5 separate regions of the Mus musculus genome follow, and regions 1, 2, 3 and 4 are each linked to region 5. A link is a contact called in public Hi-C, HiChIP or PLAC-seq and Micro-C data. All regions are on one chromosome and are shown on one strand. The core of a region is the stretch at or near the end of the contact, and the rest is flanking DNA. Distances in the headings are between cores, read along the strand shown.

Region 1 (5,545 bases), core at 1,121-3,620, 370 kb before region 5:
AATTAGCCTCAGGGTTATCCGCAACATCCCATGATGAAGAAATCAAAAGTATAGGTGATTCAGGCCCAAGAGTGTTTCTGTAAGCCCAAAGCCTTCCAATGCCCACATATCTGTAGATCACTCCACCATGGTAACACACTTCCCCACTGCCACAAAAGGTCAGTCTGTCCTACTCCTCTCTCTAGGAGGTAGAACTTTCTTCTGGAAAATAGGCTGAACTTAGTAACTCACAGCAACAGTACATGAGACAGCAAAGACAGTGATTAGGCTCAGAAGAAACCTGGTAGTAACTCAACCAGGCCATCAAGGTCAACATCATCAGAGGTGAGCCCTGTCAAGGCCATGTGCCCTGGCTGTCCTGCTGTGGGAAGGCTGGGAAGTTTTTACCTCTATGGTTCTTCTTCCAGAGAAACCATAACCCCATTCTACTCATGAAAGTGCAAGTGGCAACCTCAACTAAAACTCATCCTTCAAAACTGCCTGTCCAGTATGCTTCATAAGTTCAAAAACACGGAAAGACTAAAAATGTAATCTGTCACATACTATGCAAGACTAAGACAATTCAATGGTCAAGTGCAATGTGCCATAGTGGATTAGATCCTAGGTCAGAAAGGGGGATATTAGTTGAAAATGAATAAAACTTAAATATGGTGTGTATTTTCAGTAATGGTAATACACCAATGTTAACTTTATGTGTACAATGTTGACTTTCTTGGGAGGTGGAAAAAGAGATAGTAAACTCCATATGCCATTGTGACTTTTTGTTGTTGCTATTATTAGTTCAAGAGTGTTCAAGGTTTAAAAATCAAGTAGTCAGGCTGGAGAGGTAGATTTGTGATCTCATGCCTACATAGCATGCACAAGGACCTGAGTAACATTTCCAAGAGACAAAGACAAAGAGGGAATATGAGGGAGGGAAAGAAAGAGAGTTAGAAAGAAGAGGAAAGAAAAAGAAAATTAAACAATCAATAAATGTTGAATAGGTGAAATGAATAATGATAATTTTATGACATAGAAACTCTATATTATTTATTACAATAGAGTGCCACAGGTAAATGGTATGTTCTCTTATATATGTTACAAGTATGTATTTCATATAATAGGCATGAATAAAATTGTATATAATTTTATATCAAGCAAATTTATATATAACCTATATGCAGAATCTTATATTTATACTGATAGAACACATATACATTATTACATATGTGTGTACACACAACATACATGTGTATGTAGAATACACCAATTTATCATGCTATAGTATTTTATTCTCTCAAAGTATTTTCTCGTAAACCAAAAGCCTAAGTGTGAGTTGTGGTACCATATCAATGTAACGGAAAACACTTTCCCACCACCGCATAAAAGTCAGCTGATCATGAACCTGCCTTTAGATGAGAGACCACAAATGTGGCACAACATGGGGTGAGAGTGAGTGGCAGTGTCAAGTCCCTTGAAGGCCAGGAGACCCAGATGAGGACCCCACAAAAGAGCATGGAGGGTTGGCCATCACACAGTTAGGAGTTCCAATTCTGTTAGTTGACTCTGCCACCTTGAGCAAGTGATTTGAACCTCCTGAATTTCTGACCTTTCATCCATAAAGGACGGATGGCACTCAGATCCCAAGATCTTGGCAGAAATTAATTAGTTGAACCTGTAAAAACCATAGCTCTGATGAACTTTGGCACAGCAATGGCAGACCCTGCTGTATGTCTCTCTCACCAGTGTGCAAAGAGTGAAGATGATAGAGTGTTCCCAAGTGGAGTGAGAGTTTGCTGATCTGGGTTCAGTGCTACCAACCAGGAAGGGTTACAAAAAAAAAAAATCCCCCTGGAGAACTGAAATTGTGTTGATGTGCTCAGAGGAGAGAAAAGAACCTAAACTGCTAATATACGAGTTCTACCTAACTATGCACGGGTGCTACCCCAAAACACTGGCAAGGCATTATATAAACCTGCATGGTTATATTACCTACGTTCTAGTTACTTGTTGATTGAGGGCTGTGTAACAGGCAACCCTAAGACTTACTTAAAAGAAAGAAGAAACAGGATTTGTTTTTATTTCAGATCTGCAAATGGGCTCCAGTTAGATGGAATGTTTTGGTTTGGTTTCCCATAGTGTTAGCAAGTAGCCCAGGTTAATGGGTGTCACAATGACCAAGTTGGGTCATCCACACATGTAGGAATTGATGAGCTGCTGGTGAGGACCTCAGCTGGAATTCTGCCATGATTGAGCTCTCTGTGAAGGCAGACCATTCTCACAACATGTTGGCTACATTCTAATGGTAGGCATCCTAAGAAAGAGAGCCAGATAGAATCCAGGCCTCTTGTGACTTAAGCCTTAGAACTCATACAACAGGTCCTGGAGTCAGTGGAAGAGCACTTGCCTACAATGCACAAGGTCCTGGGTTCAATTCGACACTACCAACCAACAACAGCAAAAACTAAAGGTATACAGTATCTCCTTCACCATGATATTCCCTCAAAAGTAGTTCTAAAGGCTATAAACTCCTAGAAAGAATGTAAATAAGCCCACCCCGGACTGTGAACTCCATAAGGTCACAAAAACATATCAGCCTGAAAATATTGTGGTGGCCACTTTTGAAAAATACATTCTGTCACATCAAAAGAGTGACTGATAATCAAGTTAGCCAGATGAAAAGGGACAGTCAGATATTTTCATGTCATCTACTAACAGAAAAGTATAACATAACAGAGACTGGCAAGAATGGAGCATCTCCCTGACAGACTGTCCTTACATCATTTTCAGAACTGTGTGCCTTCCTCTCTTCTCTCTTAATCTCTATATGCTTATTACACTCTTTACTTCTACCTGGAGACTAGCCTTCTCCTGCTCATTGGCTAACACAAGGTCTAAAACTTTATGCTTAGCCTTCTGTATAAATGGCTCTGTAGTGCTCTCCTCATTCCTCCACAACCCTTAGGAATTCCACACAGGCAGCCCAGTGTGCCTTGCCACCACTTGTGGCTCTTTTCCCCAGTGGCATCCCTGGCCTTTTGGTCTTCTTAGTCCACAAGAAGGACATGTGAATTAGCCTCTCCAGGGAACTGCTCTTAGGCCACAACCATCCCCAGTTGACCAATAAATACCTCAACTTCCTTGGAATAACTTAGCACACATTCCACACTGGCTATTCCAGTCCCTGTAACAGAACTGTGTTCCAAAATGGTTCCTTTGTTGATGAGGTAGGTGAGTCTTGTTGCTATCTTTTTCTTTCCTTCTCACTTTACCACATCCCAACTGATGTTCACTGACATCTTCTCTTTAACACACTGCTGCACTTAGACACCTGTCTTGGAGTATTTGGTGGTGGGGAGACAGACACTGGCATATGCCATCCCTTCAGTTGGCTCAAAGTTAAGCCCCTAGGGAAATGGAATGATTGACCCAATTTCAGTCATATGACCATTCCTCATCAAGTCTTCTATAAACACGAGAATGAGTCATGGAATAAGCAGGGCTTCTTGGGCCTTTCCATCATCAAAGGTCATAAGTGGGAGCAGTTTCTGAAGAACGAACGGTCTTATGGTAGAAAGGCCCTTAGATACATGGCCTCCAAATTCAGCACAGTGCATTTATTTGTACCAGACATCCAGAGTTTCCTGTATAGCCAGACACTGTCACCCAAATCTTATCAAAGGTTTTCATGTTAAGAGCACAATGCCTGCCCTCTCCTGAGATCCTGCCTGTATTAGAAATATAAAGCAATGTCTTTTATGGTACCTAGACATAGTGAACTACTAATTATATGGGCTTCATTGTGGTAGATACTCGCATGTGCTCTCTGATTTTATTCTAACAATTACACAGTTTGAAAAATGAACAGATAGGAATAGTTTTTTAAACTAAACACATTTTAACTAACAGTTACATTTTGGCATGGCATTCATATCACCAACACAGCATATTATTAGAATGATTTGTTCCATCATTTGAAAAGTCCTTAAGAAATAAAGTCAAATGCAAATCTAATCAAAAGCAAAAACGCTATGCAAGTCTGCGTTCACCTTCTTTGTTACCTTCCCCCCTCAAACAAAATTAATTACAAATACAGTAATGAAATTTGTTTGGGGCTATTGATTCTATAGCCTGACCCCAGAATGCATTTCTAGCCAACTGGTTACCTGAAAAATGCTAATGGTAATACAGACCACACTCCCCACCAAGATGTGTTTTATTATTAAAAATTAGGCTCACGAAAGGGAACTGGGTATTCATGTTACAATAGTTCCAGCTGCCTGTTTTCGCTGTCACTGTACTCAGAAGAGAAGAGAAGCTTCCTCAAGGTCTCTCAGTGCTTTCCAGGCCCAACACGAAGCCTTTCTTCAGCCACAGCCACTATTTCTATCCAGTTCTCCCTCTCCTATTCCTGAGCATGTGGACAACAAGGGAGGCTTCCTGAAGAGCATCCCACAGTAGTGCCGGGGTGATAATGCTTGAAGAAGTCCCAGACATACAGATCCCCCACTGGCCAGGCCAGTGCTGAATTCCAAGCACAGCTGAGGACACTGTCACCTTGCCACAGTGACACATTCTGATTTCTGACCTTGGAAAGAAAAAGCTCTTCTCAGGCCCAGACTTTCCCAAGAATTCAACCTCTGTCCCAACTCTCAACCATGAGGGCACATGGCAGTATTTCTCCCTCTGTCTAAATAAGTACTGAGGTAAAGAAATGACAATGTGACAATGTGCAGGGAAGGGTCACAGGATGTCCACCCCTTGCTGCCAGGAGCACCAAGTTGCTATGTCCAGCCACTTGAAAAATTATTGTTAACTCTCAGCTAAATTAATCATAATCAAATCAAAATGACAGTCAGAACTATGACAGTGGGCTCTATCTAAGCAATGGTCACTAGCCCACCAGGATGGACAACAAGGTGGTACAACCACAAATAAATCCCGCAGAGGACTAATATGAAGTAACTAGAAACACAGAAAGTTGAAAAAAATGTCCCAAGTGCACTCAAACACATCTGAAAATTGCACGGAACATCTGAGGACACCTGGTATTGAAACAAAGGACAGCTTTTAGGTAAGAGCTAAGAATGAGAAACAAAACCAAGTACCAAATACATTAAATGCCATTTAATATTTAAAAGAATGACTTTTCTACACCCACACCTTGGAATGTACAGACACACCTTCCAGATGTATTTGCCTCTCAGAAAGAAACTCAGGGATTATCCTTGGAAATATAGGCACGAACAAGACATAAAAAGAAAAACCTTCCAATCCCTCAATGATAGTCTCTACACTCAATGAACACTCAACACAGTTGTTAAGGTCCCACCCAAGTGCCTTCCAGCTTGGTAAAGTTAAGCATATGTGGCTGTGTACATGTGATGGGGATCTATGTGACCTGCTAGCCACATCTCTGGGAAACACTCATAACATGGATAGAAATTGAGTTTATTGTACCAACACTGAAGTAAGCCAATCCCATTTACTCTCTGCAGGCATCTTATGTGGCAGGTCTTATGATCGTTAGAAATCTGAGTTCAGAAAGGTTAGGTGATTTGCTCAA
Region 2 (5,783 bases), core at 1,657-4,156, 470 kb before region 5:
CATCAGTAGCAGTCCTAAAAATATCACTGTATCCAAGGTGAGAGTTTATGGCAGCAAGCAGACTTTGTAAAAGTTTATCTGGTACACAGTTGTAAAAGTTCATACCTGTATACCGAAGGGCAAGAGTCCAGTGTAAAATTCCCTGCTCAACTTTCATCTTGGTGATATAAGGGTCACCAAATGTAACTTTGATTTGTTTCTGTTTTCTCTGTGAACCTTAGATTTCCAGGAACTCAAAAACTAAAGGTGATAATACCTGTCATATACCCCCTTACACACACACATACAAACACACCACACAAGCATATACTACACACACATACACTACACACATACCACACACATACACACTATGCACACACCAAACACACATCAAACACACATGCGCACACACACCACATACACATAGCAACACACAGAGAGGACAGAGACAGAGACAGAGAAGTGGGAGGGAGATCTAGTTAACTTTGGATATAGTTAATATTCCTGAAATGAAAAGACATTCAAATAATTTAAAGAGAGTCAGGGGAGAGAAAGAAAGAAACCACTGTTGACCTCAACTACTAACTTCTTCTTCTTTTCTTTTTCTCTTCTTTTTTTTTTTTTTTAGGAAGTAGATAAAAAATAATCTGAAAGAGAAATGGAAGAAATGCTAATCAATGTATATAAATAACGTTATATGCAAAAGTTTGGAGGAATTGATCCCTGGACTTGGTTACACATGAGAACATTGTATTTTCCTTATTCATGCATTATGAGTTAGGTAGCAGTTTGCACATGACTGTTAATGCATATCTAGATACTAAAACTCATATTCATAAACACCCTGTGACACCCAAACTGATGCAATAATAACCTTTTGTTTGAACGTAAAAGAAGGAATTTTTCCCTGCCCCTTTTTATATTTTTCTCTATTGGGATCACCAACCTGTAAAGAAGGTTGGTTGTTATATGTATACTGTGTGGGGGAAATCAGAAAAAGCTGAAAAAATTAACAGTCTTTATCTATTTTACCAGTTTCACAATTGCCATTCCCCATTGTAGGAGTAAGGTCACATAGGTATTTCAAGGGACTCAAATCACGTTTTGGGGTGAGACACACATGTTCACAATTTCCACTGTTGATGACTTCCTGTTACATATGTAAGTCAAGGTGATCCAATGATACTCCTCAGTTATGTGCAGTCTGTTGCATATGCATCCATAAACCTATTGAAATATTATTACAATTTCTAAATGAACAATGTTAATGTAACTATATGAGGGATCATTGTTGAAGGTCAGTATGAGTCTTTCTTCCCTGGCAACTCTCAGATTTCTTTACCGTTTTAGCAGCTTATAGGTTTCCCTTCTTACTGCACTCTTATTTACTAAACCCTGTTTTCTGTTTATACCATAATCTAACAAGTGATCGAATGTCTGCCATTTGACATTCATCATTCTACGACTTTTCTTCTATTGTTATAAACCAGATCACCACACTATGTGTGGCTTCCAGCAATGCATTGCTGTTTGCTTTCATTTCTAAGGGTAAAAGTTTCGGGTGTGGCCTGAGTTCTGAGACCAGCTGCATGTGACCTGCAAGGGCTGAGCTCTAGGTAGCCTTACCTGGAGCCAAGAGTTTCGGTCTCATCCAACAAAAGAAGAATCCAGCTCCTTGTGGTCATATGACGGAGGCCCCTTTTCCTCTTGGCTATCAGTTGAAATTCACTTTCAGTCCTCACCATGTGTCCTCTTTGAGGGTAATTGACTATGTGGTCTTTTCTTTGAAATCACCAGGAAAACAGCTATTGCTCTTGCTCATTCCTTTTAAGGTCTTCTCTAATGGCATCAGCCTGGCTGCAGAGAGAAATGCTCACACTTGAGTAGCTGAAAGTCAACTCAGTAGGAACCAAAATTATACCTACATTGGTAGGGTGAGGGAAGTGGCTCAGTTAGCCAAGCACCTGTCCCCTAAGCACAAGGACACAAGAATGTAAGCCCAGAACCTCAACATCTGTGTAAAAACCCCGCATTGCATGACATGTCCGTGACCCTAGTGCTGAGGATGGGACAGATCCCTGGTTTACTGGCCAACCAGTTCAGTTAGGTTCAGGGAGAGATCCTGTTTTAAAGAGTCATGGGGAGAGTGATAGAGGAATACACTGAGTGTCAACTCTGGCCTCCATGCACATACACATATGTATATACACATAAGCATGTACTGTGTATGCTGTACACAGCTAGAAAGACATACAGAATGTGTCTGGCTGTCTTGCTATAAAACAGGTCATAACCATGGTGGTGGAGAAGGGAATATCCCTCCACATTCTCCAGTTCCCTTTCATATCTGAGGAGCAAGGATCATGACAACATGTGTACTAGGGTGGAAATTCTGACGAACATCTTAGGATATTGCCAAGGTCACATATAACTGAAGCCAAATTTTACTCTAATTGATAAGAACTTTTTCTATTGTTTCCCTGTCCAGGATGCTGGTATTAAGCATCCATTTCTGATTTACTGTTGTCACTTTTGACAGTATGGGAATAGAAAGAACACTTAAAAGATCCAAGATATATATTGAGTGGGTCTTGGAAGTTGATGAGCCTGTTCTGTCACTATCAATGGTGCTGCCGAATTGCCAGCAGGAGTGCCCTGGGCATGTGTGCTGAGAGGATGATAAATATAAATAAGAGAGAGTTCCAAGGAATGCCAGAATCGGATATTAAAACCAGACAAGTGATGGAGAAAAGGGCTAAAGGAAAGGTTCGGTGGAGAATTGGTGGCTTCAATTACCTAGGAAACCTTACCAAGAAAACATAGCATGAATGGGAAGTACTCCACATTCAAGGATGTAGCATAGCACTTTGTCAGTAATGTCAGCACAGCTAAATGCATACCTGACTGGCCATTGTACAGTAGAGGTACTGAGCAAGCCTTTCAGCTTGGAGGAGGTGGCAAGCACAGGTAATAGAAGAGGAATGAGCTATCTAAGCCTTTTACTAAACAAAACAAAAAGGCAAGGCACGAGAGGGTGTGTCAAGGTCAACGGGCTGAGTAAAGTGAGGTTTGAATGAGGAGGTAGCTTAGGAATTCAGCTAATCAGAACAAAAGTCTGGGCACAGCCACTCAAAAGAAAAAAAAAGGAGAAGAAAAGGCTGGGTTATATTACAGTAACAGCAAAAATACAGAAATCTTCCACAAGAACCCTTAATTCTTTCTCATCCATTCTTGGGGTTATAGTCATCTGTTATGATTTGCATAGGAAATGCCCCCCACCCCCACACACACACTGTCTATTGCTTCTTTTCCAGATGGTGGTATTATTTTATGAAGCTGTGGAACTTTTAGAGAGTGGAGTCGCACATGAATGTATGTCTGGCACTACAAGCAGGCGTTTTGAGTTGTATTCATTTGGTTTTTGTGTTTCTGGAGATAGAGGTCAAGGCTTGTGCATACTGGACAAGCTTTGATTTAACATCCTATCCCCATGGGGCAGTCCTTTGAGGGTCATACCCATTGACTACCTCTCATACTCTCTGCTACCCTGTTTGCCCCCTTGTGACCAGTCTTGCTACACACCCTGATGGCTGCTGGCAGAGCTGTCTCTCAGGCCCTCCCCATCATGAGAAACTGAGACTCTCAGAAACCCTTGAGAGTCTTGAGCTGTTTCTGTCACATAGTTTGGACACCGTAAAATAAAAACAATTGCCACGTTGCCTTTCTAAAGCAACCATCCTCCATGCAGCCAGTCATCCGTTTAGGTTGACGGAGGTTCCTTTTGGTTACTGCTGACCCCTTCTGCGTAAATGTCCTCCTCGAGGCTGACAGACACTGTCTAAGTGGTGAGGATGCTTTCTTGCCACATTATTATCTCAAGTAAGTCATATGGCCATCTGTGAAATTAGGGACATTATATATCCCTGTAGGTCTTAGTTTCCTTAGTTAAGGTGGGCAGTTGAAGTAGAAAGCTAAGGGTTCTTTGGAAACTCGGTTGCGTTGGATAGTATTATGCTGGGGCAAACACACGAAGGATGTTTTCCTGAAGTGGACACAGGTGAAAAGCTAAGGCAGACTCGTGAAGCAACATTTTGTTGAAGCAGACACAAGAGAAAGGATGTTCTGCTAAGCAAGCAAGTGAAAGGACATGTGATGCAGGATTCTACGCTAACAACACACATGTATTAGTCTGCCTTACATTGCGTTGTAGTTGAGCTACATTTGTCTGAACTCCTTAGAAACATGCCAAAAAACTCTCTAGTGGTGAGCTGCAGTTTCTCGCCACTTCCACAAACTCTGGCTGATTGGCAGAGTGATGTCAGCTGAGACAGACATGTGTGCTGTGGTAAAGCATATGATGAGGGAAGACTCTGTGGGGGACTCATGATTTGTAGGGTATAAATAGGACTCTACGGACAGTGACAGTGGCTGAGCTAGGCTTGCTTTTAGAGCTATCTGTGCAACACTTTTTGGTCTCTTGGATTCTCTGATCTAGGCTTTGCTAAGAGAGGCACAGTAGAGAACTTCTCCTGGTGTTCCTCCAGGTCCCTCATGCTGACACGTGCCAAGGATGAGGCCTGGCTGTCTCTGCTACGTAGTGCCACTGCTGCTGATTCCTGGTTGTTATCCAGACGCTACCAAACTGGACTGCTGGTCCATGAATATATATATATATCCATGAAGTGTTTCCAAGTGGACTGAGCTGCCACTGCAAACCTGTGAACTGAACTGCCTATTTCCAGACAACACAGATGGGAGTTGCTCCAAAGAACCATTTCCAAACAGGTTCACTTCCTCCATATGCTTTCTTTTCCACTGCCTCTGGTGGGTGATGGGCTAAAGGGGGGAGGGGGTGTTAAAGCATTTAAGAACCATCATTAAAAGTAAACTTTGAAAAAGAATTAAAGTTACAGGCAATAGTACAAAGCAGGGTTTTATTATTCGGACTTAATGAGTAAGTACACTGTTCACGTTCTGTGTAGAGAAGATGTTGGGTAAGGGGTAGCCACCATTACTAAGGCACAGAACTTGGACTCAAGCAATTATTCCAGGGTCACATTATGAGTGGAAGTGATAGGTACCTGTGGTCAGTTTTAGACCAATCTTCATTCTTTCTTGTGCTCCTCAACTATGCATGAATTCCATAGCTCTTCTGTTTCCTTTCCCTGTGGATTGGTTGTCCTCACATCTCTTAGGTCTCATTCAAGATGACAACTTTGTAAATCTCTCCCTCGTCCCATGGGTAGGATTACTGCTTATTTCCTCTGTTAGTAGAGTGAAAATAAAAACAGCTACTATTTATACCACTTCTCCAGTTCCTAACGCACTACACTAGGGACGTGACCCAGATTGTTTTACAAATGTATATTGACTCTCCTCCTTGACAAGCACTGTCCTACTTGGTAGAGACGTAATAGTGAACAAAATGACTGTGCGGAAGCTGCATTACAAGGTAATTTGCATTATGATAAATGGACTAGAATTAGACTTATACATAGTCAAGTTAAACTGCTTGCCAATGGTTTCATACTGGAAACCATTACTCATGGATATTAGACCCAACTAATCCCAGGGTGCTCTCTACATACTGTTGGGTGATATTTCTTGTGGGTTCTAAAAACCCTTGGGCAGAAAAATCTCACAAGTAGAACAAAACATATGCATCTTTGCAAAGGAAGCTTGTTCTCCTCTGACGTCTCTCTGATGAAACTGTGAGCTTTTCCAAAGCACGATCGACCGATGTTCAGTGTGGAACTTAATAAAACTAATGAGGACCTGTGACTAAAGCCCTCAAGATGGTT
Region 3 (5,774 bases), core at 1,770-4,269, 440 kb after region 5:
CATTAGGGTCGCCCTGGCCATTATCTTCAGAAATAGCATTTCAACCCACAAGAGACCCTGTCACTGTTACCAACTGAAAGATGTCTTTACTCAATTCTGTACTCGGTTCAGAGGTTCCTCAGCTTTGCAGGGAGCAGTGTAACCCACAAGGATTCAGAGACACACAAAGGAGAAGTCTCAACTACAAAGCAACCAAGTATGAGAGGAAAGCTACACACAAAGATGATTCCTGCAGCATCACACACCATGCCAAAGCATGGATAAACATTCCCAATGACAGGATGATCACGGTCCCTTGAAGGCACACCCAGAATCATCCCAGAACCTGCACCAACCATGGCGACCGACACAGCTCTGCAATCCCAGCACCTGGAAGTTCAAGACGATCCTCTGCTAGACAGTGAGTCTGAGGCTAGCCTGGGCTACATGAGATCCTATATCAATATATCAATATATATATATATATACACACACACACAGGTTTGGTGGTATTTTAATAACAATATTTCAAAACTATTAAAATATGTTTAAGAAGCAATATAAAAGTACTAGAATTGTGATTTTATATTAGCAGAGGGCACCACTGTTAAATCTCCTGTTGTAGTTTAAGGCCAGTATAAAGCGCATTCACACTGCTGATATCAGTATAATCTTAAAAAAAAAAAAAAGAAAAGAAAAGAAAAGGAAAGAAGAAGAAGAAGAAGAAGAAGAAGAAGAAGAAGAAGAAGAAGAAGAAGAAGAAGAAAAGAAAAAACTACTTTGGAAATCTATTTGACAGTATCATCTAATCTAAACACTAGCTCAGAACTCCTAAACTTTGCTCCTATTCCCAATAGACATGTATGCACATACATGGACTCAAAGTCCCATCCTAAAATGAATTAAGTGTGGTACAGTCTCACAATGGAATACTACACAGCCGTTAAAAGGAATTGTCTCCCCAAACCTTGGCTTTCTCCCCATCTAGACCCTTCCTCTTCCATCCTCCCTTGTAAAAAATGTCTCCTAGTTCCAGGACAGCCAGGGCTATACAGAGAAACCCTGTCTCGAAAAACCAAAACCAAACAAACAAACAAACAAACAAGAAAGATGTCTCCTGAGCTCCAGTACACATAAGATCATCAACCTAGTTTTTGATGTAGCAATGCCTGTAGTTTCTTTGTAGCCAGTTTGGGCAACATTTTTTTTTAGACTTTTTTTTTATATATATTTTTATTAGGTATTTTCCTCATTTACATTTCCAATGCTATCCCAAAAGCCCCCCATACCCTCCCCCCCACTCCCCAACATTTTTTTAAAAAGTACTTTTAGGCACTGGGAGTGGAGCCCAATGGTAAAATACTTATTTAGCAGGACTGAGTTGGAACCCCAGTACTAAAAACAATCCTTGCTTTTAAACTTGAAGGGTCTTTCCCCCCCCCCTTTAATCTCTCTCCTTTGTGCACTTGCAAGCTCTGATTTCTGTAGTCTTTCCTTGTCTCCTGTCGCTCCCCCCAATTCCACCCCCTCCTCCCAACCCCCAACCCACACCCATCTCCAGAACTCACTTTTGCCATAGTAACTCAGTCAACTAGCACGACCTGTGGAGGAGGCAACCCTCGCTCAGAAAGATCACCAAAGGCCCCCGTGGAAGCTAAATGAATTCCCAGCTAAGTGAATGTCTGCACGGGCAGACAGACACTCCTCCATCCTCACCCTTTTTAATCTCCCCAATCAACTGACACACTTTCCCGCAGCCGCCCTGCTCAGCACTTTCCCAAAATTTAGCTGTAAAACAACCGAAGGTTGATTACGTGTCTTCTCACTATCTATCTATCCCTCTTACCCGAGGGAAGAGACAGAAACAGCAGCCGCTCGGTCCCGGAGATGGTTTTTGTGGAGAGGTGGGAGCGTTGTTGATGGCATAATTTTATTATTATATGAAAAGCCAATGACTCATGAATTTTAAAGTATATTGATGTGTATTACATCCAACTTTTAAAATAAAACTTAAATAGATTAAACATTGAAGAGCCCAACAACTTACTGGAGAGCGATGCACGAAATGAGAAACAAGATAACTAAGTACCGCATAAAAGCCAACTCTAACAAACTCGCAATTAACGCAAGGAGGCTTTGGTTCCCAAGTAGCCCAGGTGACAACCAAGGTCACTGATCCGGGGGATTGGCATTCCTGATTAGTCTTGGGCTCTCGGTCTGATTCCATACTTTAATTAGACGAACGGAGAGGCACCTCGGGAGAGAAGTGCAGAAAACAAGCGCTGGGGGACGCCACAGAACATTGCCAACGCGAACAACGAGGCCTGCGCCGGGTCAGCCGCGCGGAGTCAGCTCAGGCCGGACCGCCCGCGAAAAGTTGCCTTTGAAAGTTGCAAAGGGACCTGGTGAGGGGGGATGAGACTCACCAGCTCCGCGGCTCCCGAGCGCGGGGTTTCCCACGTACCTGCGCGACCAAGTGTGCCCCGGGACGCTGCCACCCGTCCTGCTGGACCTGACACTGCAGGTCCTCAGGAACTCAAGCAGGTCCCGGAGCTTAGGGCGGCCCCTAAAGGCCGCACCCACCCCTCCCCCACGCCCAGACCCTGCAACACCAGCTAGGGCCACCTGCCGCTCCGGGACCGGGATAAAGGAGCACTAATCGCCGCTTCCTACTGCCAGAGGGTACACCAATCTTACCCTGGGACGCCTCGGAAAAGGGCGCTGCACTGCACTGCACTGCACTCCGGCTCCGAAAGGACGGCTTAGTATCAAAGGACCAGCGCGCCCCACTCCAGGTCGGGAGGCGCCGCCCCCTCGAGCGCCAGCGGTGATCCCAGGCGACTGCTAGCCAAGGCAACCCCACGGACCTTCCCAGGGCAATCTCAGGGCCAGTGTCGCCGTGCGCTCCAGCACGCGCCAAGAGTGTGAGGCTGGGCACCCTGTTGGCTCAGGGTAGAGTCGGAGTTCAGGCGCCCCAGATCGTCCCTGCAGGGGACAGGAGCGCAGCGTTGCCACTACTCACCTCCAGCGCCGCGAATCTGGAGCTGGCACAGGGCGGGCGGCTCGCGGGGAGGGACCGAGAAGCGCTGGGCGGGGCCTCGGGCAGCGCCAGACTCAAACCCCAGTTACACTAGATCGCGGAGCAGAATCCTGCAGTGGCCGTGCAAGAGTAACTTGCGGCTGCCGGGAGCCACCGAGTGCAGGGACACAAACCGGCTGCAGCTCTAACCGAGAAGTCCGCAAGGCACCGCGCGCTCTTTGTACCCGAGAGCCGGCCGTGGAGAGCCCAGTGCGCCTGCGCGCCGCCGCGACTCTCCTAGGCGCACCTCCACACCACTGGTTCCTACCCGCCCGAGCGACCCTCCCATTCGCCCTGGAGGGGGTTCGGTGCGAGCAAGTTTTCGACCTTGGGAGCTGGGCGCGCCAGGAGCAGAGTAGCACCCTAATAGCGCCTGTTACCGGGCGCCGTTAAGACGTTGGCTTGGGAACCTGAATGGAGTAGGAGACTCGAGGTTTCAAGTCCGCTCTGGAGCCGATGGAAAGTTCCAGCCAACTAGCAAGCCGCAGGGACCTAGATTCATTCCTTCCAGCACTCCTAGCAGAGTGAGGAGTCTGGAGTCCAAACTGACAAGGCCTGGCTACAGGGTGTGGAGCACAAGAAAGAAGTCACTTGTCCCTAAAAGCTTCATCAGAAGAAAGGGCAGTAGATCCACAAGAGATGAGTTGGGAACTGAGGCACAAGTCCTCTTTCAAGAAGATGGCCAAAGACAGAGAGTCCAGTGATCAAAAACAACATAACTGCTGGGGAACATAACAGAAGCCTGGAAGCCGGGCAGTGATGCTGCATGCCTTTGGTCCCAGCACTTGAGAGGCAGAGGCAGGCGGATCTCTGAGTTCCAGGCCAGCCTGGTTTACAGAGTGAGTTCCAGACAGCCAGGGCTACACAGAAAACCAAAAAGAGAAGAAAGGGGGTGGGGAGAAGAGGAGGAGGAAGAGGAGGAGGAGGAGGAGGAGGAGGAAGAAGAAGAAGAAGAAGAAGAAGAAGAAGAAGAAGAAGAAGAAGAAGAAGAAGAAGAAGAAGAAGAAGAAGAAGAAGAAGAAGAAGAAGAAAAAATCTGGAGCGAGGAGGATCCTTTGCTAAATAGCAAGTTCCAGGCCAGGCTGAGCTATATGAAAAATGGGTATTGCTAAAACAACCATAAAGACAGATTTGAAGGTTCTGATCGTCTCGATTGTTTCGTGCCCACTCCACCACACACACACACACACACACACACACACACACACACACACACACACACACAGCACCCCTTCTCCTAGACCAGACTGTTAGAACAAGCAAAAGGCAATGGGTAACAGAGCAAAAGGTCTCCTCCTGGGAACCTCAGTTTCTACATGGGTTAAGAGGGTCCTTGGATTCAGTAGATGGTGTGGGAGACACCACTCATACAGGATAATTCCTGAGAAACGTGCTTACAGGGAGAGGATCGGAACCATGGGATTCCTGTTTTTCAAATGTCCTCACCTGGCTAGCTAGACTGCTCAGTCAGTGGGCTGTAAGTTCAGGAAGACTGGCTGCCTTAGTAAATAAGGTGGGAAGCCGTCCAGGAAGACATCTGACTTCAAGTTCTGGCTTCTACATGCTCACATGAGTATATATGTTCATCTGCACACACTAGTGTGCCTACACATGAACATACATACATACACATGCAAAAAAAATAGTTTGTAATGCCTACCCCTCCAGAATTCCAAGTCTTGACTTCCCCTTCATTTCTCCCTCCTTACATTTACTCAGCAAGCATTAAACATATAGGATCTCAAAGAGTGGGCCGATGTGATCAATAAAACACAGCAGGCCCAGTGTGGTAGTGCAAGTCTTTAGCCGCAGCACTTGGGATACAGAGGCAGATGCATCTCTGGGGGTTCAAGGCCAGCTTGGTCTCCAGATTATTCAATGCTACACAGTGAGACCTTGTCTCGGGGATGAAAAATAGATTCAATTTTCAGATTTATATTTGAAATTTTATCTTTGATTTACTCATTCTTTTACATTAAAGCCAATTGACACATCATTTAACTCACCCTCACTGTGCACAGTTGGGGGGTGTTTGAGTGTATTCAGAAGTACCACTCATTGTACCCTGCAAAGAAACCCCACAGCCATCAGCAGCCTCCCCTCCCCTCCCCTCCCCTCCCCTCCCCTTCCCTCCCCTCCTCTCCCTTCCCCTCCCGTAGCTCCTGGCAACCACTAAACTGTTTACTTTCTGTCTCTAAGGTTTGCCTGGTTTTTGTTTCCTATGAATGAAAACATAGCGATATGAAGGCTCTGAAAGCTGGGGCCTCTTTCCCTTGGAATAACACCTGAAGGTCCATCCAGGCTGTAGGATACCCCATCCCCTCTGCAGCTCCCCGCAGTGAGACAGGACTGGGAATGACCTAAAGAGAACACCAGTCTTTAGAATGGAATGGTTCACAGAGGGAGGCAATTCTTGGAAGTGCAACATGCAAAAAACAAACAAACAAACAAAAATCAGTGATGTGCTGGTCTTCCAGAGAAATTCTAACCCATCAAACAAGTACTCTGTGCGTGCATAGGTCTTTTTTGTTTGTTTGTTTGGTTGGTTGGTTGTTGTTGTTTTTCAAGACAGGGTTTCTCTGTGTAGCCCTGGTTGTCCTGAAACTCATTCTGTAGACCAGGCTGGCCTTGAACTCAGAAATCCGCCTGCCTCTGCTTCCAAGTGCTAGGATTAAAGGTGTGCACCACTACTGCCCGGCACGAGCACAGGTCTTAA
Region 4 (5,601 bases), core at 2,098-4,597, 420 kb before region 5:
TTATTGTCCAGGATTGTTTTAGCTATTCTGGGTTTCAGTTTTTTCATATAAAGTTGAGTATTGTTCTTTCTGTAAAGAATTGTGTTGGAATTTTGGTGGGGATTGCATTGAATCTGTAAATGGGTAGAATGATCATTTTTGCTGTGTTAACTCAATCCATGTGTTAAATCAATCCATGAGCATGGGAGATCTTTCCATCTTCTGATATCTTCTTCAATTTCCTTCTTCAAAGATTTGAACTTCTTGTCCTATAGGTCTTTCATTTGTTTAGTTAGAGTTACCCCAAGATATTTTATATTATTTGGCGCTATTGTGAAGAGTTTTGTTTCCCTGTTTTCCTTCTTAGCCCATTTGTTCTTTGTATATGGGAAGGCCCAACCATATCCTATAAGCAGGCAAGATTTCCAGTGAAAAAATTTGGGACACCAATCCAACCATATTTGTCATGTCAGCATGATGTGCTGGGATAAAGATGGCACAGAAATTGTGGGAGTGTCTAAACAAGCCAATGAAATAATGTCTGATGATGTTCTGCTGTACTCGTAGATAGGTGGATAACCAAATTGTCATCAGAGAGGCTTTATCCAAAAACGGATGGGGAAAGATGTGGAGATCCACAGCCCAAATTAGACAGATTTCAGGGACTCCTTCTAAAAGCAGGAAGGAAAGATTGTAGGATCCACAGGGTCCAAGAGCAACACAAAATCCCACTGAATCAATAAATCTGGACTCATAAAGGATTACTGAGATTGAAGCGACAATCAGGGAGCCTGTATTGACCTAGCCTAGGGCTTCTGTATATATGTAATAGTTATATAGCCCCATGTTTTGGTGGACTCCTAACAGGAAGCAGAGGCTGTTTCTGATGTGTTTGCCTGCATCAGACCTTTGTCCTCTTACTGGGTTACCTCATCCAGCCTTAATATGAGGTGGGAAAGGGCTGCCTAATCTTACTGCAACTTGCTATGCTATGTATGGTTGATACCTCTGGGAGGCCTGTCCTCTTTTGAAGGGAAATGGGGGAGGAATGGATAGGAAGGGAGGGGGGATAAAAGGGAGCAGAGAGAGAAGGCAAAACTGTGGTTGGAATACAACATATGAAAGAATTAATTTAGGAAAAGAATTAAAGGAGGAGAAGGGTTGAAATGACTATGCCGCTGGAGGACAGGAAACAAATCAAAAACAGTTCAAGATCCATGCAGGGCATCCCTACACATCAGCTCACCAAGATCCATGCAGGGCGTCCCTACACATCAGCTCACCAAGATCCATGCAGGGTGTCCCTATCATCGGCTCACATTCAGGATCTCTCTTATCTCTCCACCATTCACTTCCCAGTGGCTCCCCCTCCTTTGGATTATGAGTTATTGGAAACTCCCATGTGTCACTGAAATATCTCAGGACACTCACGTGCCTCTTCTCAGCCCCAGGACAACTGTCTGACCAACCCACAACCATGATTCTGACCAAACCATACCCAGCTTGGCTGTATTCTGTTTATGAGATGCCTCCCATGGTGACCGGTCTGCCAGGCTGCAGGGACATTTCTGTGAGGTAAGTAACTTGAGATATGTCTCTACCCCAGGATTACATTGCATAGGCATGATGTTAAATCTTTACTAGCTAAATAGAATCATGTCCCAATACCAAGCTATGCTTTTCCCAAAGCCTGTGGATTTAAAATCTGTTACATTTCACTGTGAGCCATTTACCCCCTCTCTTCCAACTCAACCTTCTCTTCCTGCCCTCCTGCATTCGTACTCTCCAATCAGCTTTTCCCTGTGTTGTATGTAGATTTTCTGATGGTCTTAGCAGATGTAGGAGTTCTTATAAGTCAACATATTCTTCTTAGAGAGAATATTCTAGAACTTATTTCTAAATTTAGTTTACTTAGCCCACTGCCTGGTATGTAGAGTAGCCAAGATGAATATTTGAATGAAGGAAATGTAAAACTAGAACGCAGAGTTTGACAGGAGAACTAGAGGTAGCATTAAAGTCATGAAAAGAACTTGAATCTTACTACCTTTGTATATCTGTCACCTATTTGTCCTGGGGACCGTTGTCCTTTCAGTACAAGCATCTACAACAGATACAATAAATCAGCATAATGCTTATAGAGTTTTTGTCTATTGACACAAGAATCCTTAACTCATCTTGGTCTTAGTTTATCACCTGTCTTCAACCCCGTTCCTCCAGAAACTAATCCTAAGACTAAGATAAGATTTGGAATGAGACTAACTGTAACAGGAAGAGATGCTACAGAAGGGAAGATGCAGCACAAAAGAGTAAGTGCATGTTGGGCCAGCTCTTTGACCATTAACAAGCATTAATTCTCAACTCACCCAGAACTAGTTCCCATATTCCTAAGAGTGACACTGATTTTTCTGAAGAAAGGACAATTTTCATGGGACAATCTCCAGAAGTTACTGGTCAGTGATTCTGACCCAAGCCATATCAAAATTGATTAAAGGGGCCACATCATGATCTCCAGCACTGTTCTCACAGCTCAGATTGCTGCCCTGTTAAACACTCCCTTTACCGCAGACACTCACTGAGGTATGCCAAGCAGCTCCATTTACTAATTATGAGATAACATTCCCTGCAATGAGGCAGGTGCTGCCGGATATCGAGGACCTGTGGAACGAAGTAGCACATCTCCCTGTAGCAGCAGCAACATCCCCATTAATCACCCTGCCAGACACAGAGCTCAGTTGCATTCTCCCATAACAAGCAAACACTGCAGAGGCTGTAGAGCCATCTACAACCAGAGCTAGGTGAACAAAACTTGCAGGACTTAGTGTGGCTTGTCGTGCATTTCATTTTTCTACTCTCACACCCTACATATATACACAAATGCACACAAACACCCCCATCACAATGTTTTCATTCTCCTGTAACACTACCCATATTGTTTCTGCTTGACTGACTTGGTCACTACCATCATAAGACATTTTCTTCTCCATTAATACAGCCAGTGATCATCTATAAAGGAGTAGGAAAATCTACATTTCTCTCCATGTCCTAAATTCTACCACCTCTTCCCCAAATAAATTGTTACAGTCATGAGAAAAATTTTATTAAACAAACAGAAAACAAAAAATCCCTGTGACAACAGAACCATGTCTAATGCTGGAATTTAGCAAGAAGTCAGCTCTGGTTTCATGAGGCGGCACCGAGAGCTTGGGAACATTCTACTGCTAAAACTCATGATGAATGACTCGAGGAAGAAGGGGGTGCTATCTCTGAGGCGCCTTCTCTTTCGGTGTCAGTTTCAGGCATACATAATAGAGAGTGGCATGCAGGCATGTGGGCATGTAGCAAACTTGCTTGTTGACTGACAAAGATAAGCTACCCCCATGTCATCCTGGCACCAGAGAGCTGCTGACAGTGAGTCATGGCTGACTGTGAGAGGGGAAGCTACCAGCAGAGAACGAAATCATTCTGCTATCTCTCTATTTAGCCGGGAGCCATCAGCTCTCTCAGAGCTTAAACAGGTATAGCCACCTGGAAGTATGATACCCAAGCCGGTGGGTTGGTGCTGTCTCACCACTTGCTACATCTCAAGGATGATATAAATAACTTCTGTATATTCTTCTGCCAGGGTCAGACATGATTCATATCTTGCTCAGTTACCATTATAATTTGTTGGCTCAGTGTGTGTGTGTGTGTGTGTGTGTGCACGTTTTTCCATGTGCATGTGTGCATACGTGTATGTTTCTTTTTAAACTTATTAAAGTTGCACACATGACAATCAATTAACCATGAACAGCCCAGCTTATGTGCCCTAAAAGTCAGGAACACTACAGTAGCAGAATCAATATCTGGAAACCCAATCCTACTACATTACTATCATTTGATCCCATCAACTCTGCCCCAACTCATTAATACCAGATATATTCCAGCTTGTATGTAGTCATCCTGTATCTTTGACATCTTTTCATCTGAACCTTCACTCAATTTCTCTAAGTATTTCATGCCACCCATTATTGTCTTGTAAGACAGGGCCTTGTCATGTAGCCTGAGGTAGCCTCTGACTCAATGTAGCCCAGCCTAGGCTCAAACACACAGTCTTACCTCAGCCATTTAAGTTATGAGCTTACAGGTGTGCACTGACACACCTAGCAAACAAACCTAACAACTTAAAGAATACAAACTAAATCTGTTTAGTGATTCATGTTCCTCGATTTGAGTCTATCGTATGAATGTGATTAGGTTAAGCTTAAACAACAAATAAGCACTACTTGATAAACAGAAGTTCACAGGAGACTCATCAGCTACTTTGACTCCTATTTCCCTACAAGAAACATGTCTTAGCACACAGAGCAAGCAGAAAGTCCTGGGCAGGTGAGTCCTCAGTAATAGGGCTTATCAGATGAACCCTTGGAAATAGAGCAAGTTTGCAGCAGGCTGAAGGCTTTCCTGAACTGCTATGACTAGGGACAAAAGCAAGTTTCAAATGGATCAAACTAATGCTGGGTGACTGGACTCCAAACAGGTCCCAGAAATGTTTAAAGAAACAGTAAAAAGATAACAGCATCAGAAAATGCAGAATTCGGGTTGCATTTATCTAAGCAGAAATTAACCAATCTTGGAAAAAAACAAAACAACAACAACAACAAAAAAAAAAACCCCTCAAACTGGAAAATAGGATCCAAAACCAGGAAAAACCATAAAACAAATGAAGAATGATATAAATGACTGGATTGGGCTTAGTGATAAAATAAAAATGAAAGACATAAAACAACAGAAAAGGCTCTTTTTTAGATGAAATTAAAACCAAAATTAGACATCACAAAGGAAATTATTACAAAATTAAATAATAATGTATGCACAGGAATACACATGAGTGGGCTGTGGTGATGAGCAGAACACCACTGTTCTGTGGGGCACCATCACACACTGAGCGATACATGTAGACTTAGAGCCCCTGAAGGAGTTAGAGGTGGACAAGAAAACACGCTGACAGAAATTTGTGAAACTGAAGAAAACCACAAATATACAGAGCCAGAACAGCCGATGAGTCCCCAAGAAAACAAAATCCTCAGCAAGGTTGATTATAACTCAAAATTTAAAATCAAAATCTTTAATTCGACCAAATATGGAAAGATGATCCATTAGATATAAATCATGTCGTGAGAAAAAAAATGGTCTTTTTAAGAATAACTATGAGCCTGGCATTCTATACTCAAAGAAAACTTTCCAAAGTCAAAGATAAAAAACAAAGATATTTTCCTTCATAACTGAGCTGAATTGGGCTCACCTAAAGACTGGATTCTTTAGGCATGAGTCGGAGACACCAGATGGGTATTTGATTCTTCATAAAGGCATAACTACTCAGAAAATAGTAAATTTCGTCAATAGCCATGAAGCATACTTTGCTTGTTTTAGTCTCCTAAAAAAGATGTCTATTTAAAGCAGCAATATTATTGATATAGCTGAAGGTCATGATGTGGGTAGAAATATAATTATTGGAAAAAATAGCTGTAAGAAAAGGGAATGTAAGAAAATGGAAATGTTCTCCACACGTGAACTGTGGCATGTGCCTTACCCTCACACAAGTAATAAATGATAAGAATACAGATTTTTTAAAAAGAATGAGAA
Region 5 (5,342 bases), core at 531-3,030:
GACTTTTTCAGCACTTTCTGCATCGAAGGCCACGGCTTTCCCTCCGGAACCCCGCAGGCTAGCGAGACAGTGTCTGAACCTCTCCTGCCAGGCGATCTGAGATCGAGGGTCACTGGGTTGTGTGAGTGGAAGCCCAGCTCCTTGCTGTAAGGGACTCCCTCATCCTGCCTGGGCGCGCACCCTGGAGACCTATCCCCAGCCTGTCGGCACCCACCTCTGTGGCCTGCTGCCTCCGGAGCGCCACCTGGGCGGCCATGACACGCTGGCGCTCCACCACCAGCAGGCAGTTGGCGCACTGGCAGTCCCGCCAGCGACAGAATCGCTTGTGGCCCTTGAGACAGGATACCACGCCGTGGTTGCGGCAGCGTGCGCACTTGGGTGTGCGGCTCAGTTTGCGCGGCTCTGCGCCGCCACCGGCGGTGGCACCGCGCTCAGGGGCGGCGGCGGCGGCTGGCAGCGCCTGAGCAGCAGGCGGTGGCCTGGGTGCCAGTCCCCCGGGCTGCTCTGGCCGGCCTGGCACCTCCGAGGACACGCCGGGCTCCTCGCCGTCACCCTCGTCCTCCACATCTTCATCCTCCTCTTCTTCGTCCTCGTCCTCCTCCCCATCGGCCGCCGCCGGACTGGGTTCCTGCGGCGGCGTGGCCCGCAGTGGAGTCCCACAGCTATCTTCCTCCAGGTCTAGGCTTTCCACGTCGATCTCCCAGTCCCCGACTCCCGGGACTGCCTGCCCTTCCGTCATGACACTAGACTGTCGTTCGGCTCGGTTGCCCGCGCGCTAGGGAGACAGAAAAAGGCCTAAAGACCCGTCGCAATTAGGGACCCTCTCTGAGACTCGGCCCAGAATTTCTGCAAGGCCAGCTTTCCCCCTTGAATTACTCAGTTTTCTTCTACAGGCCACACCCGAGATCCACAGTTCAACGAAGCTTGTATTTTACTAATTCTAAGTGGTCTGTGCACCTGACCTTTAACCTGAGTCCTGTCTGCCTTTCCAGACAAGTCACCCACTGACCTTACTAACTGGCCAGTTTAAGCCACTTGTCAGGCTTTTCCACAGCCAGTTAACATGGCCATGATAAATATAAAAATGTCGAAGGTACAACTATCTTTCCTTTTATTACAAGGGACCTTGAAACCTCGTTTTCCAAATGTCTCTCATTGACCTACACCACCACAAAGACTCTAGAGAGGTCTTCTCGTCCCTCCGGTTCCCCTAAACCGATGCTCTATATAGGACACACACAGGGAGTGGGGGACACAGCCATGAAGCTGAAGAAGCTGGTCTGGTATCAGTAGTGCTTGAGCCGCACAAGGTTGAGGGAACTTGATTTTCATCTTTAAGGCAAGACAACCAGAAACAGAAAGAAGCCGTAGTGAAGAGTCACGCCCCGTGCCCTCCCTGGCTCCCGAGCAGCGGCGACAACACAGCACTCACCAAGAACCAGGCTCAGGCTAGCAACCCAGTTAAAAGAGAGCCAGCTTCAGGATCTGTCCCCCGGAGCTGCAGGCAGTGGGAGCAAACAGAATTGGGTCTGAGAGCAGGAGGCGGGAGCCCACTGGATGGCGACCGGGGGACAGAGGCCGGAGGCGAGTCAAGGCCTCAGCAACCTCACCCCGTACATTCCAAATTCTGCAAAGTTCTGTTCGGTCCTCTGCACCCTGGATCGCCTCACTTCACTTCCCACTTCTGGTCCAAAGAGGACGGAAAAGGTCCGGCCCGGACCCAGGACTCCGCCTCAGGCGCACCCTGCTTGCTTTCGGCGCAGAGACACTCACTGCAGTCGGGGACCTGAGCTCCCCTTCCTAGTATTATCCACCACCCACCCCCACCCCGAGCTCTGCGTCCTCTGATTGGTTGGTTTTCAGGCGGTGTGCACGCCGATTGGCCGGAGCACTAGGGCTGAGCGCCCTCCTCCTCAGCCCAGTGGAAGCTTCCCTTTAGCGCTACTGCGCCGCCGGAGTCCACCCGCCAGCCTTCGCTGCAGCCGGGTCCCTGATCCAGAAGCTAAACCTAAAAATGTGGGCAGTGGTTGCGGCGGAGCAGTCGCCTTTTATCTCGCCGACTAGAGAACAAGCTGATTCTCGTACTCTTATACATCGCGTTGTTCTCGAGAAGGTAACTAAGGGGTAGAGATCAGAAAGGTTAGCGTTGATTTCTATCGATGATATCATAATCTCCGGTGTTTAACCATCGACCGGCAGTTGGGCCGAGAGAAGAGGCCACTCTAAAGTGGGCACTCTGGCATCCTTCTCTCCGCACGAACAAGTCCATGTTTATCTTGCTGGTCAGCGCCCAGATGTCTTACAAATATCTGTAGTTTGTGGATAACTCCGAGGTGCAAAGCAGTTCCTTACTTCCATAGAGCTTGCGAGGCAGGTGGCAGCAACGACTACAGCCCATCTACGGTTTCCTGTTATCAGTGGATAGCACAGTCCATTCTGGGAGCAAATAGAAATAAACCACGCCATTAGCAATTTTAGATACAAAAAAATATTCAATCTAAGCAAGCATTTATACAAAAACTTTTAAAACGTAGCAGCCTTTTAGCATGTGTGAATGAGTGATTATCAAGAAAACTAACTTTCTTCTCTCTCTCTCTCTCTCTTTCTCTCTCTCTCAAAATACCCTTCACAAAAATGTTTGAAACAAAGTCAAATTTCCCACGAATAATAGAGAAGTCCTTTAAGCAACGCGACAGTCTATTACCTTAAGCTAAATTTAAAAATCCCATCGATGCTTCTTTAAAGGGTTCTCCTTAAGATCCAGCCCTCCGCAGGAAGAGCGGGTTAGAAAACACATCAGAAAACAGGTTGTCGATTTCCTGGGCACGCGCTACAGTGGCGATGGATATCTGTTGATGGGAGAAAATTTCGGAGCTGATTCTTTTCCTCTAATCCGAACCTGTCAGAAAATTCCAAGTCAACCAAGCTCGCCTAAGTGAGAACAAAGACCAGCTGCCTGCCTGCCTGCCTCCCTGCCGGAAGCGCAGGTATTCTCAGGCCCTTGTGAGGTTGAACGCTTCCTAATATCCAGTTAATGTATAAAGATGACTTTCTATATGTTCCTGTAGATTTTTTTCTTTCAGTGTCTCTGGGGGCCTTGAGGGGCGACTTGTTAGCTTCAAGGCTCCCCACTGAGGCAGCGGGGGAACTAATCCTTGGTACCGGTTCCTCAGCACCCCCTAGTTTCCTCATTTGTGGTCTTCCTTATCTAACTTAACTCGCCTAATTTTTTTTCTAACCTGGGTGGGTGCGTTTAAGTTCTTGACTACAGTAGAAACGTGTTTTCTAACCTTCGTTTTCTCCAGTGATGAAAGTGAGGAGTCCTGAAATTCCCATTGTCCTTCGGGAAAGCTGGGGACCTGGTCAAGAACCTTGGACCAGGATAGCCCTCTGCCCTGAAGGGACAGAGTGAGGAGTCCTCGGCTCTCAGCCGGAAATGGTCGCAGCTGGTTTGCCACGGCCTCTTGGTTATTTGTTGTTCTTGTTGTGGTTGCTTTGTTTTTGTTTTCGTAGCTCCCTAGCTGTCTTGCAACCCTTCAGATGTTAGCACTTGGAGTTAGGGTTAGAGCCTCCATGACAGGATTAGGCACTGGTCTTTTGTGTGTTGTTTTGTTTTTGTCAAATCATGCTGAGTTTTCTTCCACGAGAGCAACACCGAGACACACACACACACACACACACACACACACACACACACAGGAGACAGTCTTCTACCTTTGCAAACAGGCAGTCTGTGCGCATCTGCCCTCCGATTGAAAATGAACTATAACTCCACCACTCTACCCTGCCAGATCATGTGGATAACGGGCTAGGTTTTTATTCATGGCTTGTATAGCCCCTAAGAAGATAGAAGATAATTAGCCCTTCGCAAGTAATTTTAAATATTAACAAAGTTGAGAAAATGGGTTCGCTTGCTACCAGATGGCAGAGAGTAGAGCCGGGAGGGGAGCTTGTGAGTAGCTGTTTCCTGAACTGAAAGTAAACAGGACTAGGGAGCCCAGGAGCCTTTGTACTGGGCCAAACTTTAAACATCACTTGAGGAGGAGACAAATAACATTCCTGTGTATGAACCAGTCAGATGAGGCCAAAACAGGGAAATGGGGTTTGGGGATAGGGAGCCCTAAGACAGGGGACTAGCCCTTGGGAGTGTTATAGGGCAAAGACCAGGCTCTCTATGGTGGGCAGACTAGAAAAGGGGTGCTGAAGAGCCAGCCTACAGGCTTAGCTAGACCTCTAGCAGGTGGATACTCCCCTCTGGGAAGGACATCTTCTCCAGCACCCCAAGGACAGGTGAGGTGGGGGGAACAAAGGGCAATAACTTCATTGCTATCTAGGGATCCCCTTCCCCTCCACTTCATCTCTTTCCTCTGTGTGACCTCCCTCCTTATACCACCATCTGTGAGCTTCAGGACACGCAGCTGTAACCAAGAGCCTGTTGAATTACATCCTCTGGTCTTGAGGCCCTCCAGGGAACCACTTTCCCACCAGCGGCTGGAAAGTGAGATGGCTCTAGCGAGGAAGGTGGGGATTTACCCTAGGACAAACTTCAGGAAGTCCAGGACACTCCCATACTCTTAAGTGAAATTGTGAGTGCTTCTTCGGGGGGGCGGGGGGGGGAGGGAATAAATGGCCATGCCTTTTATTGAACCGCCAACGGATTCCAGAGTTACACAAACTCTTCAGTAAACTAAATGTTCAGGAGAAATAGGGGTGAGGACGCCTGGGCTCCAGCTGCTTATCCTAAGGATTATGCGACTTCTGTCCTTCCCCCCCCCCCCCCGCCCCCCAGCATCTTGGGAAGAGTAACTTCTCCTGGCCTGGCATAGGAAAACTTCAACTAGCAAGGATAGAACAAGTCACACTGTGAGATCTCCAAAGCAGATGTCCAAATCTCCTCTCTTCCAAGGGGGATAGCACTTGCATCCAGCAAGAGCCTGGCTTCTCTTCAGCCACTCTTTAAAAAGACCTTTAAACACACACACACAAATCCCTAAAAGGAGCCTGAAAACCTATACCAAGCCACAAACACAGGTCTTTCCAGTGCTTTCTGAGCTGTCACAAGGCTCAGTTGCAAGCTGTGAAGAGTTGGATTTCTTCCCCTACTGACCCACAAGGGTGAAGATGGAGCATGCCCTGGCTTGCTTCTGGCTCCCTTCACCTAACACACACACACACACACACACACACACACACACACACACACACACCTCTACACTCTTCCTGCCCCAGCTTTATTTGAGCCCACCAGCTGATGAGCTTGTCCTCAGACAGTCAAAGGGAAGGAGCAGAAGGGGTAAGGGGGATCTTTCCTTGGTAAGCATGGCTTGTCTGCTTGCTCCAAA

What was found. Hi-C and Micro-C count contacts between places; a contact is called where the count stands out from the background. HiChIP or PLAC-seq counts read pairs in DNA pulled down with a chosen protein or histone mark.
Region 1: a contact with region 5 is called in an H3K4me3 HiChIP or PLAC-seq map of stem cell-derived neural progenitor cells, with 18 read pairs. The contact joins the promoter of 1700048O14Rik here to the promoter of Dmrt2 in region 5. A contact is called at or near these places in 12 of 39 promoter capture datasets (the 3T3-L1 cell line, cranial neural crest, embryonic stem cells and 6 more), 10 of 484 Hi-C or Micro-C datasets (cranial neural crest, embryonic fibroblasts, embryonic stem cells and 3 more), 7 of 115 datasets of contacts at active chromatin or transcription factors (craniofacial prominence, embryonic stem cells, forebrain and 1 more) and 1 of 9 other capture datasets (pancreatic islet).
Region 2: an H3K27ac HiChIP or PLAC-seq map of embryonic stem cells shows a contact between it and region 5, with 10 times the contacts expected there. The contact joins the enhancer-like site here to the promoter of Dmrt2 in region 5. A contact is called at or near these places in 4 of 39 promoter capture datasets (cranial neural crest, embryonic stem cells and hippocampal neurons), 4 of 115 datasets of contacts at active chromatin or transcription factors (embryonic midbrain, embryonic stem cells, forebrain and 1 more) and 1 of 9 other capture datasets (embryonic stem cells).
Region 3: a contact with region 5 is called in a Micro-C map of embryonic stem cells, with 2.5 times the contacts expected there. The contact joins the promoter of Kank1 here to the promoter of Dmrt2 in region 5. A contact is called at or near these places in 2 of 39 promoter capture datasets (hippocampal neurons and pre-B cells), 2 of 484 Hi-C or Micro-C datasets (both in embryonic stem cells) and 1 of 115 datasets of contacts at active chromatin or transcription factors (stem cell-derived neural progenitor cells).
Region 4: a contact with region 5 is called in a Hi-C map of muscle stem cells, with 3 times the contacts expected there. The contact joins the enhancer-like site here to the promoter of Dmrt2 in region 5. A contact is called at or near these places in 3 of 39 promoter capture datasets (frontonasal cranial neural crest, hippocampal neurons and neural stem cells), 1 of 484 Hi-C or Micro-C datasets (muscle stem cells) and 1 of 115 datasets of contacts at active chromatin or transcription factors (forebrain).

What each region holds. Positions count from the first base shown.
Region 1 is chr19:26,043,272-26,048,816 of GRCm38.p6, reverse strand. 1700048O14Rik (RIKEN cDNA 1700048O14 gene) reads left to right here and starts at 2,370. Exons shown (of 4, transcript NR_166756.1): 1 at 2,370-2,449.
Region 2 is chr19:26,138,039-26,143,821 of GRCm38.p6, reverse strand. No RefSeq gene overlaps it. Among named protein-coding and RNA genes, the nearest start is that of 1700048O14Rik, 94 kb to the right of the region's middle. Within about 2 kb of position 2,906, at least 7 of the 459 cell types and tissues checked have an H3K27ac peak or open chromatin away from gene starts, as enhancers often do. A contact at or near this core is called in embryonic stem cells, where this site is marked.
Region 3 is chr19:25,234,220-25,239,993 of GRCm38.p6, reverse strand. Kank1 (KN motif and ankyrin repeat domains 1) reads right to left here and starts at 3,019. Exons shown (of 14, transcript NM_181404.6): 1 at 2,677-3,019.
Region 4 is chr19:26,089,332-26,094,932 of GRCm38.p6, reverse strand. No RefSeq gene overlaps it. Among named protein-coding and RNA genes, the nearest start is that of 1700048O14Rik, 46 kb to the right of the region's middle. Within about 2 kb of position 3,347, at least 7 of the 459 cell types and tissues checked have an H3K27ac peak or open chromatin away from gene starts, as enhancers often do. A contact at or near this core is called in muscle stem cells, where this site is marked.
Region 5 is chr19:25,668,849-25,674,190 of GRCm38.p6, reverse strand. Dmrt2 (doublesex and mab-3 related transcription factor 2) reads right to left here and starts at 1,780. Exons shown (of 4, transcript NM_145831.3): 1 at 1,433-1,780; 2 at 215-775. The coding sequence starts at 739. 2610016A17Rik (RIKEN cDNA 2610016A17 gene) reads left to right here and starts at 1,952. Exons shown (of 2, transcript NR_045347.1): 1 at 1,952-2,113; 2 at 2,746-3,057.